2 separate regions of the Gossypium hirsutum genome follow, and region 2 is linked to region 1. Evidence: chromatin contacts called from public Hi-C data. All regions are on one chromosome and are shown on one strand. Each heading gives the region's core, a stretch centred on a gene start, on an enhancer-like site or on the middle of the called end of the contact. The rest is flanking DNA. Distances are from core to core; before and after follow the strand shown.

What was found. A called contact is a pair of places that touch in the nucleus more often than the background predicts.
Region 2: a Hi-C map of leaf shows a contact between it and region 1, with 2.6 times the contacts expected there. The contact joins the promoter of LOC121228197 here to the enhancer-like site in region 1. A contact is called at or near these places in 6 of 34 Hi-C or Micro-C datasets (fibers, hypocotyl and leaf).

What each region holds. Positions count from the first base shown.
Region 1 is chrA04:80,832,964-80,836,523 of Gossypium_hirsutum_v2.1, forward strand. No RefSeq gene overlaps it. Among protein-coding and RNA genes, the nearest start is that of LOC121228197, 49 kb to the right of the region's middle. Within about 2 kb of position 1,943, at least 2 of the 9 cell types and tissues checked have an H3K27ac peak or open chromatin away from gene starts, as enhancers often do. A contact at or near this core is called in hypocotyl and leaf, where this site is marked.
Region 2 is chrA04:80,882,320-80,885,879 of Gossypium_hirsutum_v2.1, forward strand. LOC121228197 (inactive leucine-rich repeat receptor-like protein kinase CORYNE) reads left to right here and starts at 1,802. Exons shown (of 2, transcript XM_041111471.1): 1 at 1,802-3,560. The coding sequence starts at 2,896.

The DNA of each region.
Region 1 (3,560 bases), core at 693-3,192:
TGAAGAAGCATTGGACGAGCTGCATTTTCATAACAATTCATATAAAAAAAGGTTCAACCTCTCCTAATTTTCATGTCACTCTGCAACGTCGAGTACTGCATGAAAACAATATCAACTGGGCAACAGAGAGGGAACTTTTAAAAGAGATGCCTACAACTCGAAATCAGTTACCGGCCGATTCTGATATTAATCATGATTCAACTCATTTCAAGCAAAGCCTTAACGAATTTATTCAGTTGTTTTACGAAGAAAGACAAACTGAAAGTAGATACAATAATTTCCACAAAGAGCTGAAACGTATAGAAGAGAAAACTATTGTTATTGCTTGTCTAAAGAGGAGGATATGGAACCCTTGGGCTTCATTGGCCACCATAAAAAAATTTATCACTACAATAAAAGAGCTATCAGAAGAAGTAGAAAAAGAAAATAGAGAAATAATAGGTGAGATTGAGGAAGCAAAGATGAATAAAGAGGGAGGGCATCAGAAAAGAGCTATTGAAGCTAGAAAATCAACTTAGGGATATGCGTCTCAAAAAGGAAGAAGTACATAAATGCCTTCTTAATCTCACAAAACGCCACCAAGAAGCAGTATTGTACCCTTTTAATTACTAAAATATTATTTTATTTTTATTAAAATTTGTTAGGATAATTACCATCATCGACCCAAAAAATCGAATAGGTTTGGGCTAAGATTCTATTGAGCTCGCAAAAGGAGCTCGTAGATCGAGCTTGCTCTCCTGCGAAGTTACGAGTGCATGGAATCATATAAACACATGTTAGTTCTAAAATAGAATACATGTCTGTATGCATGAAACCTACATAGTATGTCATATCAATGAACAGTACTCATATCATATAAATATTCTGACATCACCATCATAGGAGGACGAATAAAAAAGACTCAACACTCATATATATTTATTTAAAACCAAAACATGTTGAGTCTTAGCTCGATTGGCATGGACATTGTTGCCAATATAGGAAGATGTAGGTTTAAGTACGCTGAAGTGCATTATCCTCAATCAATTAATCATTACTTTAATAACCTACTAAGGTCACTTATCTAACATTAATATACCGTGAAATTACAACAACAAAATCCAGTTCCATCCAATTCCTTCCTTTACTCTTCCATCAATATTCAAAAGACCTCAATGGTCTTCATAATGTCTTATAATTCAGCTTCAATTGAGCCCACCACTTCCAATGATAAAAAGAAAGTTAAAGAATTCATCATTCTTAAAATCCAACTGATGAGAACTCAAAAAATGTACATTAAATATATTTATAATTATTTTATACTAAAATTAAATGAGAGTTTATTAGATTAGTAAAGTTGAGGTTATGAACAATATGATAGCTTGTGTTTAAATCTCACAATATATTAATTTAATTTTTTTATAGATTCTATATAAAGAGAGAGATTTTAATCATTTTTTAATTAAATTGATATTTGGATATGTATGAAATTTAATTTAATATACAGTATGATATATGAATATTTATTTTGTATATTATATATATAAACTCTTACTTTTACTTTAGTTTTAACAAATCAATTTTTTTATACAATATTTAGGTTGAGAGATGTGGGTTATATAGTTTGAATTTGTGTTAAACAAGTGTCTGACGAAAGTTTTTAACTACCACTCTATACAAGTCAAGACAAAATGAACAATATATTTATTGAATATGGAAATAATATAATTTAAATTGAAGTGTAAAAAATAAGTATTTTATAAAATATGTTCTTAAAAATATTTAAATAGTAAAAATTAATTTTATAAAGAAATCATTTATTAAAATCCAATACAACCTATGAAAACGAAGGCTGAATCACATGCATTGGATCCGTTGGGGCCCAAAGGAAGGGAAGGGCAGCCCATGCCGATGGCAATGGTTAAAAAGTATAGGTAGCTTTTGCACGCCGACAGGTAGGGGAAAAGACACGCCTACCGCAGTTGCTGCCTTTTCGCTCCTCCCTAGAAACGACCAAACATTATTATATTACTTATTCCGTCCTTTAGTTTTATAAAATTTAAAGTTATATGTTTTTTTTTTAAGAAATGTTTAATTTGATGTAATAATATATTAATATTTTTATTTTTATTTTATATGACGTAAATAATGGTATCAAGTTGTTTGTGAAAATTTAATTTAGACCAAATTTAATGCATATAATTGTATAATATTAAATTTCATTTTATATAATTTTGATCTTTTTTATATCTAATTGTTCTATTTCTAAAATGTGTTGCTCTATTACTTAGTAATTCCAACACATGTAACTAGAAAGTAAAATGAACAAATTCTCAGTCCTTTCTCCTGATTGAACAAAAAGTTTAATCTGAAAGAATGGTATCATTAATTCCTCAATATCTCGTGTTTGACTCCCACCCTAAGTGAATTATGTGTAAGTTTCTCCTAATTTATTCTTAATTAAATCTTATTATAAGTAAGTTTTCTCTAAAATTATTTTAATATAGTTCTGAATATATTCTTTTTATTAGTTCGAGAGTACTTTATAATGTTTGATTATAATTATAATTAATTTAAAAATATATAACTTATATCTAACTTATAACTTTCTTTTAATAAAATCCTCAATCAATATTATTTTAAAAAATTACTCATTCCATAATTCAAAGAACGTATTCTTTTTTAAACTTGCAAGGTTTTAGAAATACGGTAATATAGGGGCTTAGAATGATATAATTGGATAATATAATTAAATGTACAATTGAATGTATAGTATAAGATTAGAAATTGAATTTAATTAAAACGAATTTGACTCCTATAGTTTGGGTCAAGACTAAAATTTCAAAAGTAAAAAAGTATAGGGACTAAAATTAACCAAATTGAAAAGTACAAAGACTAAAATTTATCAAATTAAAAGTATAATGATTAAATCCATAACTTTTACAAAGTACATAGATTAATAGCAGAATTTAATGTTATTATCAATCGAAAATTTTAACATTTGTTCATTTTATCATATTTTGTTGATTATATTACCTCAATTTTTAATTTATTATAGGTGAATTTTTTTATTATCAATTATTTATTTGTATGAAAATTTTAAAATTTTGTATATTATTTTCATATTTCCATAGTTAATTTTTACTTCACTATAGTTTAATAAGTTTTTTATTTATATTTATAATTAAAGGTAATTTAGTAAAATGTGTTTTTTGGTAATGTTACCGTTCATCAATTAAACAATAAAATTTTACAGTCTAACTAAATAAACGAAATAAGGTAATCTGATATATTCAATAATGAACTATCTGATATATTCAATAATGAACTAAGTAATCTTAAATTCTAGTAATCATATTACAAACTATCTTAATACCACCTTTCTTCCTTAATCAATGTTACATTCTCATGATAATATTAGATTATTAACAATTCCACCCCTTATTTTAATGACTTTTTTTTTGTGAATTATAAGAGGAGGGTAAAACCCTAATAGTAACGCGACTCGAACCCAGATTACTCCTAAGGTGGTGAACACCCTAACTATCAGGTCAACACATGTATTTATCATTTTAATGACT
Region 2 (3,560 bases), core at 552-3,051, 49 kb after region 1:
TTTTTGAATTCTAAAATCTACATATGGCATCCATACAAACTGTAGTACGAATTTATAAATTTTAGTATATGTCTAATATTTAATTTCAAATGTTGGAATAAATATGATATAACTTTAAATTTCATAAACCAACCTCCTATTCGGATTGTTGACCTAAAGCTAGCCGGATATCCTCGAGCTTGGTTGGTATACTTGTGTGTCTTACACGATTGTTCCACCTATTCAAATAATATGTTATTTCAAAATTAAAATAATGAAAAAAATCTTATGATAATGATATTATCAAACGAATTTTATCATATTACGGGTGGGAATTCATAAGAGAGTCCACTCGAGGTCGTAAAAATGGTAGTCGATACCATGCCCACTTTTGTAGAAGGAACATGCAATCCCTGATTTTAACTTTTTTTGGTTTTGTCACTCGTCACATTTCTTGGTATAATGTTACCAGCACCGTTGATCCCCAACTAAGTCATCTTGCTTCTTTCAAGTCGACTATTAGTAGTAGCCACATTAAATGTACTAGATTTTGATATTTATCTGGCAAAAGCAGATCCCCGATCAACCTCAAGATAAATGCGTGTGCGAATTGTTCTTTTTCAACGTTAGTCACAAAAGCCTCGATATATTTGAAGTTGTCCTCCAACCACCCCATCTCGATCCAACTACCTCTAAACTTGTTCGGCACTTTCCTTAGTAGTTGCTCACATGTTGCATTTTAATCTGCACTCACCACTGGCCCCGTAACGACTTCCTCATTGACCGGTAGACTGAGTTGTAAACCAACGTCATTGAGTATAATTATACACTCATAATAAGTAAGATGAAATGTGTGCGTCCCTGGTCTCTATCTTTCTACCAAAGCACTAATAAGTAAGGGATCCAATTTAGTCCCCCCTCCCCCGAGCATGCGAGCCACATATAAGAATCATGTATCTCGCAAGTGTCCATGAATGGCAACCGATGCACTCATACTTAAATTGTGTATGTATGTCTCCAAAATCCGATCTTCGAATTGAGTATATAAACATAAAAAATTAATAATTTTAACAACATAATAATTAACTAATTAAAATTAAATAATTTAACAATATTTTCTTACCATTTGTAATTGAACGTAAGAGATATGCTTGTCATCCAAACGAATAAGTTGATTTGTCATTTTACAAATATGGTTGGTGAGGTATAGCCATTGGAATTGTGACCGTTGGGGAAATGCTATTGTTGCCTTAAAAATGCGTCTTACAGGGCGCATTTTCATTTCTCTCTCCTAAAACAACGTACCTCGGTAAATATAAAAAAACATTATTTACTTAACTATTAAAAAATTCAGCATATTTCATTAATTTTCCCGCATAATAATATTATTAATATATTATAGTTCTTTAATTTGAAATTTTATAAAAAATAAAAAATAATCTAAATCTCAAATGTTGTTATAGGTAAATAATAACCACATCTCTATTACATCAAAGATTTTAGCAGACAAATGTAAATGTTATTGAAAGGATTGATTGTATATTTTTAAGAGAGTTAAAATAAAATTTTATCATTTTGATAACTTGTCTTTTTAAAATTTTAAAGGACTAAATTAAAATTTTATAATAATCGGAGTTTAAAGTGTAATTTACTATATACTCATTTAAAATAATATAAAATTTAACATTTTAGGGGTGGAGCCCCACGACCCGCGGTGACCATAATTACCAATTTTAAAGGAGGTGACAAGTTCAGGGGCCAAATGTGAAATTAAGCTAAAACAATATTACATTCCATAAGAAAAAAAAAACTGTAAAAAGAAAAAGGAAAAAGCAAACCATAATGCACAAATTCCCAGCCACTGCTAAAGCCACTGATCCATTGCCTGCCAGCTAATCTCCCAACCCAACCAACGCTCACGATCCTCCCTTGTACTTTGTCCCTCACTCACTCACACACTTCGATGTCTTGCTTTTGTTTTAGCCTCGTGATACCGATGCTTCCGCCTGCGTGGCACCCGTCCCCACCCCCACGCTTTGCCTTTGCTCTTTCTTTCTCTAAGGCGGGAAGGCAATGCCAAACCTTGCCCCCTAATTTAGTATTACAGTGAAAACAAACAAAACCAAAAGGTGTTTTTTTTCTTACACAGATTTTGTTTACAATTATACTATTCATGAATGGAAACAGTTAGTGCTTGATTTGTTTTCTTATGATGTTTTGAAACCTAACAATTATTGATCAACAAAATCGAAAAAAAAAAAAGAAAAAGAAAACGAAAGCTTGCTTACGCTGTCACTGGGAATTAGAAAAAGAAAAGCTTTGTAGTTATGTTTTCAGAGGGAAAATAAAATCTGGGTTTTCATTTTTTTTCCTGTAAAATTCAATATCTGAAAGTTTTACTTTTCTCTGTCAAATGTGTGAGACATCTCTTGTTATCTTATCTGTTGCTTAAGTTGGGAGCATATTTTTTTTGAAAAGAAAATTTTTGTTTGAAATTTGAAGATTCGATTCGTTTGAAGTTTCAGGTGAAGGAACAAAAATAAAAACGCAGTGACGAATTTATTCTTTGCGTCTTTCTTTATAAGATTTGCTCGCCAAATTTGAAGTCCTCTGGAGGGTTTTCTTGTCATTTTCGTCCAAAAAAGTTGGACACTAAAGAGAGTCCTCCAGTTTTTGAATTAGAAAAATTGAAGCTTTTTTCTTTGGTATTAGTGCAGGGTAAGTAAATTTAAGTTCCTTTGAGTTCCGTCCTGTTTTTGTAAGATGCTGAAGAAACGTGGAGCATCATTATGGGGTTTTGGATATTGGGTTATGGTGGTGGCTCTGAAGCTTTAAGATAAGCAGCAAGAACGATCCTTGTATGTGCATTTGTCTCATATTCTCTGCTTTTCTTTCTTTTTTTTTTTTTTTGCTTCCATGGCGAAAATGAGGGGTTGCATAGTCACTGTGGCTTTACTCTTGCTGCTACTTCTTTGCTTACACCAAACACCTGTAGAGTGCAAAGAAAGACTCATTAGACAACTGTCTTCTCGGCCTTCTTCAGCTACAAAGCCTCAAGAATTCAAGATTGGGTTCAAAAGGGTAATTCTCAGCATTGTGCTGGGAATTTTAACTGGATTGATTGGAGCTATTCTTTTTGCTTTATTGATCAAAATTGCTGTTCAGTACATCAATCAAACCCCATTCCTTAAAGGTCCTGTTATATTTTCTCCCAAAATATCTTCCAAGACTCTCCAATCAGCCCTTGCAAATGAAAACCAGTTGCTAGGTTCAAGCTCCAACGGGAAGTACTATAAGACGGTTCTTGATAACGGGCTCACTGTTGCAGCCAAAGTGCTTGAACCCTTTGACAGTGGTTCCCCGGAGATGCAGAGCAAGTCGGTGAAGAGAAGGATACAACAAGAACTGGAGGTTCTTGCTAGTTTGAGGCACAGGCATTTGAGGAGTTTAAGAGCTTATGTTCGTGAATCTGATAGGTTTTCTTTGGTTTATGATTATATGCCCATGGGGAGCCTTGAGGATGCAATGAATGGAGTTAGGGAAAATCACCTGGAGCTTAGATGGGATGTTAGGCTTAGGAT